Regions from separate parts of the Mus musculus genome. Here regions 1 and 3 are each linked to region 2. Evidence: chromatin contacts called from public Micro-C and promoter capture Hi-C data. All regions are on one chromosome and are shown on one strand. The core of a region is the stretch at or near the end of the contact, and the rest is flanking DNA. Distances in the headings are between cores, read along the strand shown. Region 1 has its middle 36 kb from the start of 4930430J02Rik. Region 2 holds the start of Commd4 (COMM domain containing 4). Region 3 holds the start of Snupn (snurportin 1).

What was found. Hi-C and Micro-C count contacts between places; a contact is called where the count stands out from the background. Capture Hi-C pulls out chosen DNA fragments and counts their contacts.
Region 1: a Micro-C map of embryonic stem cells shows a contact between it and region 2, with 3 times the contacts expected there. The contact joins the enhancer-like site here to the promoter of Commd4 in region 2. A contact is called at or near these places in 8 of 39 promoter capture datasets (HPC-7-derived erythroid cells, embryonic stem cells, hematopoietic stem and progenitor cells and 4 more), 20 of 484 Hi-C or Micro-C datasets (the BV-2 cell line, the Ba/F3 cell line, CD4 T cells and 8 more), 7 of 115 datasets of contacts at active chromatin or transcription factors (embryonic stem cells and large pre-B cells) and 2 of 9 other capture datasets (adipose tissue and liver).
Region 3: a promoter capture Hi-C map of liver shows a contact between it and region 2. The contact joins the promoter of Snupn here to the promoter of Commd4 in region 2. A contact is called at or near these places in 25 of 39 promoter capture datasets (the 3T3-L1 cell line, the C10 cell line, the HPC-7 cell line and 17 more), 36 of 484 Hi-C or Micro-C datasets (3T3-L1-derived adipocytes, B cells, CD4 T cells and 27 more), 35 of 115 datasets of contacts at active chromatin or transcription factors (the 230-238 cell line, the SCID.adh cell line, SST interneurons and 25 more) and 5 of 9 other capture datasets (adipose tissue, embryonic stem cells, liver and 2 more).

The regions. Positions count from the first base shown.
Region 1 is chr9:57,353,028-57,356,228 of GRCm38.p6, reverse strand. No RefSeq gene overlaps it. Among named protein-coding and RNA genes, the nearest start is that of 4930430J02Rik, 36 kb to the left of the region's middle. Within about 2 kb of position 1,573, at least 16 of the 459 cell types and tissues checked have an H3K27ac peak or open chromatin away from gene starts, as enhancers often do. A contact at or near this core is called in embryonic stem cells, stem cell-derived epiblast-like cells and trophoblast stem cells, where this site is marked.
Region 2 is chr9:57,156,587-57,159,699 of GRCm38.p6, reverse strand. It overlaps Commd4 (COMM domain containing 4), which reads left to right and starts at 1,401. Exons shown (of 8, transcript NM_025417.2): 1 at 1,401-1,428; 2 at 2,562-2,633; 3 at 2,860-2,925. The coding sequence starts at 1,426.
Region 3 is chr9:56,949,413-56,952,364 of GRCm38.p6, reverse strand. It overlaps Snupn (snurportin 1), which reads right to left and starts at 1,457. Exons shown (of 9, transcript NM_178374.4): 1 at 1,412-1,457.

The DNA.
Region 1 (3,201 bases), core at 324-2,823, 200 kb before region 2:
TGACTTCCTTTGGGCTCCACGGCCTTGGGTACCCCCCTCTCCCTTCAGTTCTTCTGCCTGCAGCATAAACTCTCTGGCTGGCTTCACTCTGTATCTGCAGGTTTCTTCATGGATGCCCATGTACGTCCACTCTCTCTCACTATAGATCCGATGAACAGCAGCAAGCATTAGCCACACCACATCCTGGATATGTTGTCTTGAAACTTCCTTAACCAAATAACTTAGCCTATTACTTTGAAATGTAGCCTCATTTAGATTTTCAGGATGTGGGAAGAGCACAGCCAGATTTGGGGGCCGTGGGGACAGAATGCAACATAAATAGCCTCTGGGGGATTCTTTATTCTTCTCTGAAGCCTCATGAGCCAAACCTCAACTTGTTTGAATTTCTCTTGGCATTCTGCTCCTCCAAACTACCACCGCACAGCCCATTAAACCCCTTGTCAGCATTTCAGGTTTTCTCTTGCCCTCACATCCAAACTCTCCCAAATTTTCCTCTAAACCAGTCGAAGGCTTGTTTACTACCCAATAAGGTGCCTCACAGCAGCAAGCCCACCCCTCAGCACCAATCCAGTGTTGGTTTCCTTTCTCATCACTGTTAAAAAATATCTGACAAAAGGCAACTAGAAGAATCAAGGGTTTATTTTGGTTTAGTTTGAAAGTCATCATTAGTCCATCATGCGGTTAAGGAGTGACAGGTACAGGACCTATTTGCTGGCTAGTTTGCTGTCAATTTGATATAAGGTCATTTGGAAGAGGGAATCTCAAGAAAACTCTCACATACGACTGGCCTACGATGCATTTTCTTAATTAGTTATGGTAGTGGTTTGACTATGCTTGCCCCAAGGAGTGGCATTATTAGGAGGTGTGACCTTGTTGGAATAACTGTGCCACCGGGAAGGGCAGGGAGTGAGACCCTCTCCTAGCTACTTAGGAGCCAGCCTTCTCCTGTTTGCCATTAGAACAAAATGTGGCACTCTCACCTCTTCCCACACCATACCTTCCTGGGTGCTGCCATACATGATAATGGATGGAACCTGTAAACCAGTCCTAATTAAATGTTGTCCTTTATAAGAGTTGCCTTGGTCCTGCTGACCCTTCACAGCAATGGGAGCCCTAACTAAGTCAGTGATTGATGTAGAAGAGCTCAGCCCATTGTGGGCGGTCTCACCTCTGCACAGGTGGGACTGGGTTTTATAAGCAAGTGGGCTGAGCAAGCCATGAGTACTTCTCAATGGCCTCTGCATCAGCTCCTGCGTTAAGCTCTTGCCCTGTAGAGGGCACAAGCTTATAGATAGCACAGAGAAAGCAGAATTGTTAAACACCCAATGCAAAATGTCAGACTCCCTTTGTCAGCTAGGCTTCCTCTGCTCTACTTGGGGGATACCAGATCCCACACTCCCTTCCAGAGGAATGTCACATAGCCCTTAGAGAAATCACAGATCCAAGACCCTTTCTCCCCAAAAGAAACCCATTCATCAAACATTTGAGATTCTTGGAATGCCTCCCCATGCTAATGTGTGGAGAACTTTTGGGGTGGCCTTGTAGGAATTTGGCAGGAATTTGACATTGGGCTAGGACAAGGAAGTAGGCTCAGATAAGAATCTTCACATTTGGGCTAATACAAAGCTCTGGGTAAACTCAGCTGGGGAATGTGTGGCATTCTTTTGATCTTAGTCAACCTGATATGCCCATAGAAAAAGTGATCACAGGACTTTGTGTCCTGTTTATTCCTTGACCTAGAACTGACCTCATTCTTTGAATGTACTTAAAATGGTATAAAAGCAGACTGGGAAAAAAATAAACCCACTTCAGCCTCAGCACTGGCTGGAGTCATGTTTTAATGTTGTCTAATTGTCTTTTTCTTTTCAATCCTGGCTTCCTCCCTTGAGACCTGGGTGACTGACTGATCTGGCTTGGTCACTAATGAGGTATCTTAGTATCTTAGGTAGCAGGCAAGGACCTCTACCCACCCTGGATATTCGTACCCCCTCCCCCAACATTTTATATAAGCACCATTCACCCTGAATAAGGTTGAACTGTCTTTCTGAAACTGATCCCAGAGATAAGTCTGTCATCTCAGTCACACTATGGGCTGTCTGAAACCCCATTCGTCGACTCTGTTCCCTTTACCCTCATGGGATGGTGGCCAGTTACCCTAGGGAGAAGGGAGGACCACTTGCAGTTAGAAACAGAGGGAGATAACCACTGAGCTCCACTTGCTCTGTCCTTGTGTTCAGGTGGTGCCCAGTCACCCACATTCAGGTTGGATTTTCCATCCTCAGTGAAACTCTCTGGAAATGTTCTCACAGATATACCCAGAAGTGTCTCTTATGTGATTCTTTTTTCTTTCTTTTTTCTTTTTTAATTGGATATTTTCTTTATTTACATTTCAAGTGTTATCCCCTTTACTGGTTCCCCCCACTCCTGGAAACCCCCTATCTTTGTTAGGGTTTTACTGCTGTGAACAGACACCATGACCAAGGCAAGTCTTATAAAAACAACATTTAATTGGGGCTGGCTTACAGGTTCAGAGGTTCAGTCCATTATCATCAAGGTGGGAGCATGGCAGTAACCAGGCAGGCATGGCACAGGAGGAGCTGAGAGTTCTACATCTTCATCCAAAGGCTGCTAGTGGAAGACTGACTTCCAGGCAACTAGGCTGAGGATCTTAAGCCCACACCCACAGTGACACACCTACTTCAACCGGGTCACACCTATTCCAACAAGGCCACACCTCTAAATGGTGCCATTTCCTGGCTCAAGAATATACAAACCATCACATCCCCTATCCCATCCTCCCTCCTCCTGCTTCTATGAGGGTGTTTCTCCACCTACCCACCCACCCACCCCCACCTCTCTGCCCTCAATTCCCCTACACTGGGGCATCTATCAAGCCTTCATAGGACCAAGGTCCTCTCCTCTCATTGATGCCTGATGAGGCCATCCTCTGCTACATATACAGCTGGAGCCATGTGCACTCATTGGTTTATGGCTTAGTCTCTGGGAGCTTTCTGGGGGAGGGGGGTGTCGTTGATATTGTTGTTCTTCCTATGCCGTTGCAAACCCCTTCAACTCCTTCAGTCCTTTCTCTAACTCCTCTATTGGGGACCCCTCGCTCAGGCCAATGGTTGGCTGCAAGCATCTACCTCTGTATTTGTAAGGCTCTAGCAGGGCCTCTCAGGAGACAGCCATATCAGCCTC
Region 2 (3,113 bases), core at 152-2,651:
TGTTTGTTTGTTTTTTTTTTCAAGACAGGATTTCTCTGTGTAGCCCTGGCTGTCCTGGAACTCACTTTGTAGATCAGGCTGGCATCGAACTCAGAAATCACCCTGCCTTTGCCTCCCAAGTGCTGGGATTAAAGGTGTGTGTCACCACCGCCTGGCCAAGTTGAACTTTTTCTGTGCTTGGTTGTTGTTGTTGTTGTTGGTAGTGGTGGTGTGTGTGTGCTTGTATGTGTATGTGTGGTTGTGCTTGTGTTTTATTTGGGGAAGAAGGGTGGATATGAGGGAAGTGGAGTGCATGATGTGAAACTCCAAGAATCAATAAGGAGTTTTAAAAAACAGCCAGACTTGAAGGAGATATGAGGAGGGAGGGTACTAGTAACATTCTGGGTTTGTTTGTTTTAATCTGGTTACTGGTTATGTTTACACGGGGGTGAGGGGTACAGTTTATGAAGATTCTTTTAGCTTCACCCTTACATATAATTTCCTGCACGTGCATCATATTTTTAATAGTGTCTTATTTATGTTCATTAATATATTTTTGTTTTAGTGTATAGGTGGGTGATTTGGGGTGTGTGTGTGTGTGTGTGTGTGTGTGTGAATGCCCCTGTGTGCACATGGCAGTCAGAGGTCAACATCATTTGCTAAGTGTCTTCGAGCTCCACTCCCCCACCCCTACCTGTCCAACCCGGGCCTCTTACTGTACTAGGAGCCCACAGATTAGTTTGACTAAGAGGCTGGTGAGCTCTGGGGATCCACCTATCTCTATTTACACCCCCTAGTCCAGAGTTTTACATGGGTGCTAGGCACCTGAAAGGTTTAGTGTGTGTGTGTGTGTGTGTGTGTGTGTGTGTGTGTGTGTGTGTGTGTGCTGCAAGCGTGGCCATACTTGTGTCGAGAACGATTTTTGTGAGTTGGCGCTCTCCTTCCACCTTTATACAAGGTTCCGGGGTTCGAACTTGGGTGGTACTCTAAGCCATCTGGGCAGTTTTAGGTTTGGAGTCTCACTCTGTAGTCCAGGCTGTCTTAAACTTCTGATCCTTTTGCCTCACAGCCTCTCAAGTGTTGTTATTTCAGATGCGTGCCCTCACGCCCTAGGCAGTCAGTAAGATTTTCATTAAAAAATATTTTGTCATAGTCCATAGTTTTTTATAACGGTATTGCTTAAGAAGGAAACCGTGGAACCCACTTCAATACTCGTGGATCATGGGATCCTCCCTCCAAGTAATTAATGGAATTATTTCCACCCATCCCCTTCTGTTTAGATAATCCCGGTGAAACGCTAGAGGCTGCTTGTTCCTGGAGGAATATGCATTCTCAATTGGTTACATTAACGGTCCGCCCTCCCTGTACCAGTAGGTGTCATGTGATCACAGAGTCAGCTGACCTGAGTCAAGCCGGAAGAAGCTCTGGATTGGATCTCCTGACATCATGGTGAGGGATTGGGAAAGATGGGAAGTTGGGTATCGGGCGACAAAGGGGTTCGGTGGTTCTAGGAGCTTAAGGAGACAATCTTCACTGGCGCCTGCCTGGGCGCGGCGGAACGTCGGAGTCTGCAGGCGCAGCCGCGTTTCCTCGCGTCCATCCCTGGGCCGGAGGGTCCCACCTCCCGGATTCTCAGACTCTCCACGGCCCCCAAGGGACCTCCCTGGGTCACCCACTTCCCTGACTGTCGGGTCACAGGACGAAAACATGCTTAGGACTGGTTAGGAAGCCTCTCCTCGCTTTCCTGAGCGAAGGAGTGGTTTTGGGATTGGGTTAAGCTTTCTGATTCATAATCCATTCATTCAGGAGATGCGTGTTGAGTGTCCAGCCCATACAGGCATCGGGATTCGAGCTGCAGAAGGGGAGGGCAAGTCAGAAGCAAGAATTGGCAGCCGTAGGTCTTTCTCCAACTGCAGAGGCTTTCCTGAACCGTGAGCGCAGTGTTAGGACTCTTGAAGATGCAACTCGGTGAAGGGTAATTTGTGTTACCCGGATGAGAAGCGGAGGCAGAGAAAGAATAGCCTCAGACAAGAAACAGCCGTGCAGTCTCTGAATGAGCCAGGCTCCTTGAGAGTGCCACATCCTGTCGCGCTAGAGCTTGGTGAAGATCAAGCGAGACAAGCAAAGATTAAGTCTCACTGGGACTTGGATCACTATTATCAAAATAGCGAGCATTCCCTCTGGCTGCCCAAAGTGCTTTGTTAACTAGGAGATTATGGGAAGTGGAATCTGGTGCTGTAGCTCGGTGGTAGATGTGCCCGAGGCCCTGACTTTGAGCCCCAGCACTGCCAACAAGCCTGGAAAAACCTAGGACCAGGAAGGGCCCAGCAAAGGTGAAGGCAGAAGTGGGGCTGGGGTAACAAGGAGAATCGGGCAAGTTGTTGTGGCTGGAGCATGGTAGACACTTAAGGAAAATTGCCACGGATGCAGAGAGTAAAAGTCAGAACGAGGTCAGGTGGCAGTGTGGGCAGAGTATTCACAACAGTCTGGACATAGGGGACAACAGGTGACCAGACAGTACTCATTCCTGGCCACACCTCAGCCCAACCGCCAGCCTGCCTTCCCACGTTACTCTCTTGCAGAGGTTCCGGTTCTGTGGCGATCTGGACTGTCCCGACTGGGTCCTGGCAGAGATCAGCACACTGGCCAAAATTGTTAAGTGCACTGGTTTACTTAGGGTTGGGAGGAGAGAGGCTCAGGGTGGAAGGAGGAGATTGGGACTGGGAGCTGGAAGCGGGCTGGGGTGGTGAAGGAGTCTCCCTGAGGATGGGGCCTCATGCTCTGTTACCTTGGTCACGTGGCTGGCCCTCCTTCAGCCAGTCCCCTAGCAGTGAGGGGTAAGGTTGGTCAGTCTGGCTGAGACAGGGACATCCTTTTCAGTCCTCTGTGAAGCTGCGACTGCTGTGTAGCCAGGTGCTAAAGGAGCTTCTGGGTCAGGGGATTGATGTGAGTACTGGGGCAGGGGATTGATGTGAGTACAGGAACTGATACCACTGTCCGAGAAACTTAGGGGGCCCAGGGCAGTCTGTTCTTCAGCCTCCCCGCCCCTTGGCTATCCCCTTCCTTCTTTCTAGCCCCAGCCCATTCTTAGCACAGGATCTGGGCCAGGGGCAGGGGGCTGGTGGCAGGACTCT
Region 3 (2,952 bases), core at 208-2,707, 210 kb after region 2:
AGTGAGCATCTTAACCATTCAAATATACAGTTCTGCAGTGGGAAGTACCTTTACACTGTTATCAACTGTTTCCATCTTGCAAGAATGCACAGGACAGGATAGGACAGGGTGGAAGGGTACTGGAGAGATGGTTCAGCCATTAGGTTAAAAGTACTGGTTGCGGGGCTGGAGAGATGGCTTGGCGGTTCAGAGCACTGACTGCTCTGCCAGAGGTCCTGAGTTCAATTCCCAGCAACCACATGGTGGCTCACAACCATCTGTAATGAGATCTGATGCACTCTTCTAGTGTGTGTCTGAAGACAGTTGCAGTGTACTCATATAAATAAAAATAAATAAATCTTAAAAACACACACAGCACTAGTTAAAAAAAAAAAAAAAAAAGAGAGTACTGGTTGCTCTTCCAGAGGACCTGGGTTTCATGTGGTAATTCATGACCACCTGTAAACCAATTCCAGGGAACTAACTGGAACTCTCTTCTGACTTTCTTCCCAGCATGGCACCCATGTGGTGTGCAGACATGTAGGCAAAACACACATACACATATGCATATAGGAAAATAAACAAATAAAAGAACAAAGGATGGTGCCATACCTCCACTTGGTAAAGTACTTGCCAAAGTGCGCACCATATTTGCACCAAGCCTTGGGTCTGAAACCCAGGAGAAAAAGAAGAAAGCTGCATTCCTATATCCTAAGACATTAAAAATACTTTTTTTTTTTTCTGTTTTGTTTTGTTTTGGGGACAGGTTTTCTGTCCTGGAACTCTCCTTGTAGTCCAGGCTGGCCTCGAACTCATAGAGACCTGCCTGCCTTCTGAGTGCTGAGATTAAAGGTATGCAACCACCACACCCGGCTAAGAATACTTTCTAAGAAAATTTGTTAAAAGTGACTATTATCAGTGTGGATTTAAGGTGTGCATCAGAGTGTTTGTAAAATAACCGGGAGTATTCAGTAGATAATTACTGAGCTTCCCCGTCAAGGTATCCTGAAGTATGCCATAGAAATGATCCCTAACAGGACCTTACGTGTCATACACCTGCAATGGCAGCAAGGCAGGAGGCCGAGGAAAAGAAGCGAACTAATTCCTAAGTGTCAGGCTCACCCAAGCCTCTTCTCCAGCCCAATAGATGCTCCCACCACACGTCCGTGAACTCTGCCGCCCTCCCCGCTACTGTCTCTCTAGCAATGGAGTCGTTTGTCTTTCGGTTACAGAATTCTCCCTGCCACACATAAATGTTCCTCATGAGTTTGAGCCAGACTGCCTGGAATACAACGACAAAAATATGGCCAAGTCCAAGTCCCCAAGACTGGCCAGCCTCCCCAGGTAACGGCTGCGAAGCCAGCCCTGGGTCATCAGAAGAAGTTTGAGCTTGCGGCTGAGAGAACGCCAAACTAGACAGGGCCAGACTTACCGCACGTCCGTACCACTCGCGCACGCCGCCAGTGCCTGTGCCGACTGACCAATTAGGTGCCTTAGCGGAGCTAGACACGCCCCGCTCAAGCTTGCACTCGAACTTCCGGCTCCGCCTACCGTGGTGCATCGCGGGAGTTGAGTCGGGCAGGACATTACTTCCGCCCTGAACTGAGCGACTCTTCTCCCTAGGGAGGGGCTTCCAGATTTGGTTTAGGCTTTTTCGGGATTCTAGCGAGATTGTCCGCGATACGGAGCCTTCAGTACTGATCGCAAACTTGCCCCGGATCCTTTCACTGACAAAACCGTGACTTCGTGGCCGCCACCTCTCCGGGTGTGCCCAAACTCGAGAGTTGCACTGACAGCCCTTTTGTCTTGCTTGTGCGATTTTCTGAATGGCTTTCAGGTTTCGAACTAATAAACGTTTCTTCCCTTCCTTTTTCCTTTCCCTTTCTTTCTTTCTTTCTTTCTTTCTTTCTTTCTTTCTTTCTTTCTTTCTTTCTCTTTCTTTCTTTCTTTCTCTCTCTCTTTCTCTCTCTCCTTTCTCTCTCTTCTCTCTTTCTTTCTTTTTCTTTCTTTCTTTCTTTCTTTCTTTCTCTCTCTTTCTCTTTCTCTCTCTCTTTCTCTCTCTTTCTCTCTCTCTTCCTCTCTCTCTCTCTCTCTCTCTCTCTCTCTCTCTCTCTCTCTCTTTCTTTGTATAGCCCTGGCTGTCCTGGAACTCACTTTGTAGACCAGGCTGGCCTCGAACTCTGAAATCCGCCTGCTTCTGCCTCCCGAGTGCTGGGATTAAAGGCGTGCAGGCGTGCGCCACCACTGCTATCCCTATTCTCCTTTCTAACATGACGCGGAAAGGGACCTGGCTCGATTCCTGATAGGTAACGTTCAGCATTTGAGTGCAGCACTTAGTCCGGTTTGAAAGTAGTTACATGAGTGACCGAGATTTAGGAGACCCTAAGCAAACCCATACATCGTGTCTGCAGGGTAAGACTTCTAGCATGTAAAATGAAAACAGGACTTGCTACTTAATGCTTATAATGTGAGCCAGATGCGTTGCTTCTAACACCTCAATGAACTGGGGTGTGGCTAGGGATGTTGCTCAGCAATCAATGTGTTTGTATAGCCTGCGCTAAACTTGCAGTGGCACCACCCTGTAATCGAACAACAGGGGGTGAAAGCAGGACTGGCTGGTAGTGCTAGCACATGCCTTTAATGCCAGCTTTCAAGAGGCAGAGAAAGGCAGATCTCTAAGTTAAAGGACAGCCTGGTCTGCAGAGTTCCTGGAAAGTCAGGAGCCCTGTGGGTGGTGGTGGGGGAGTAATTTGGCCAGGGTTGTCAGGAACCATAATGGGACAAGCTAATAACTAGCAGTTGATCATCCTGAAGTGGCCTGCTTCGGATTATTATTATTTTTTCTTTTCTTTTTTTTTTTTTTTTTTTTTGGTTTTTCGAGACAGGGTTTCTCTGTATAGCCCTGGCTGTCCTGGAACTCACTTTGTAGACCAGGCTGGCCTCGAACTCAGAAATCCGCCTGCCTCTGCCTCC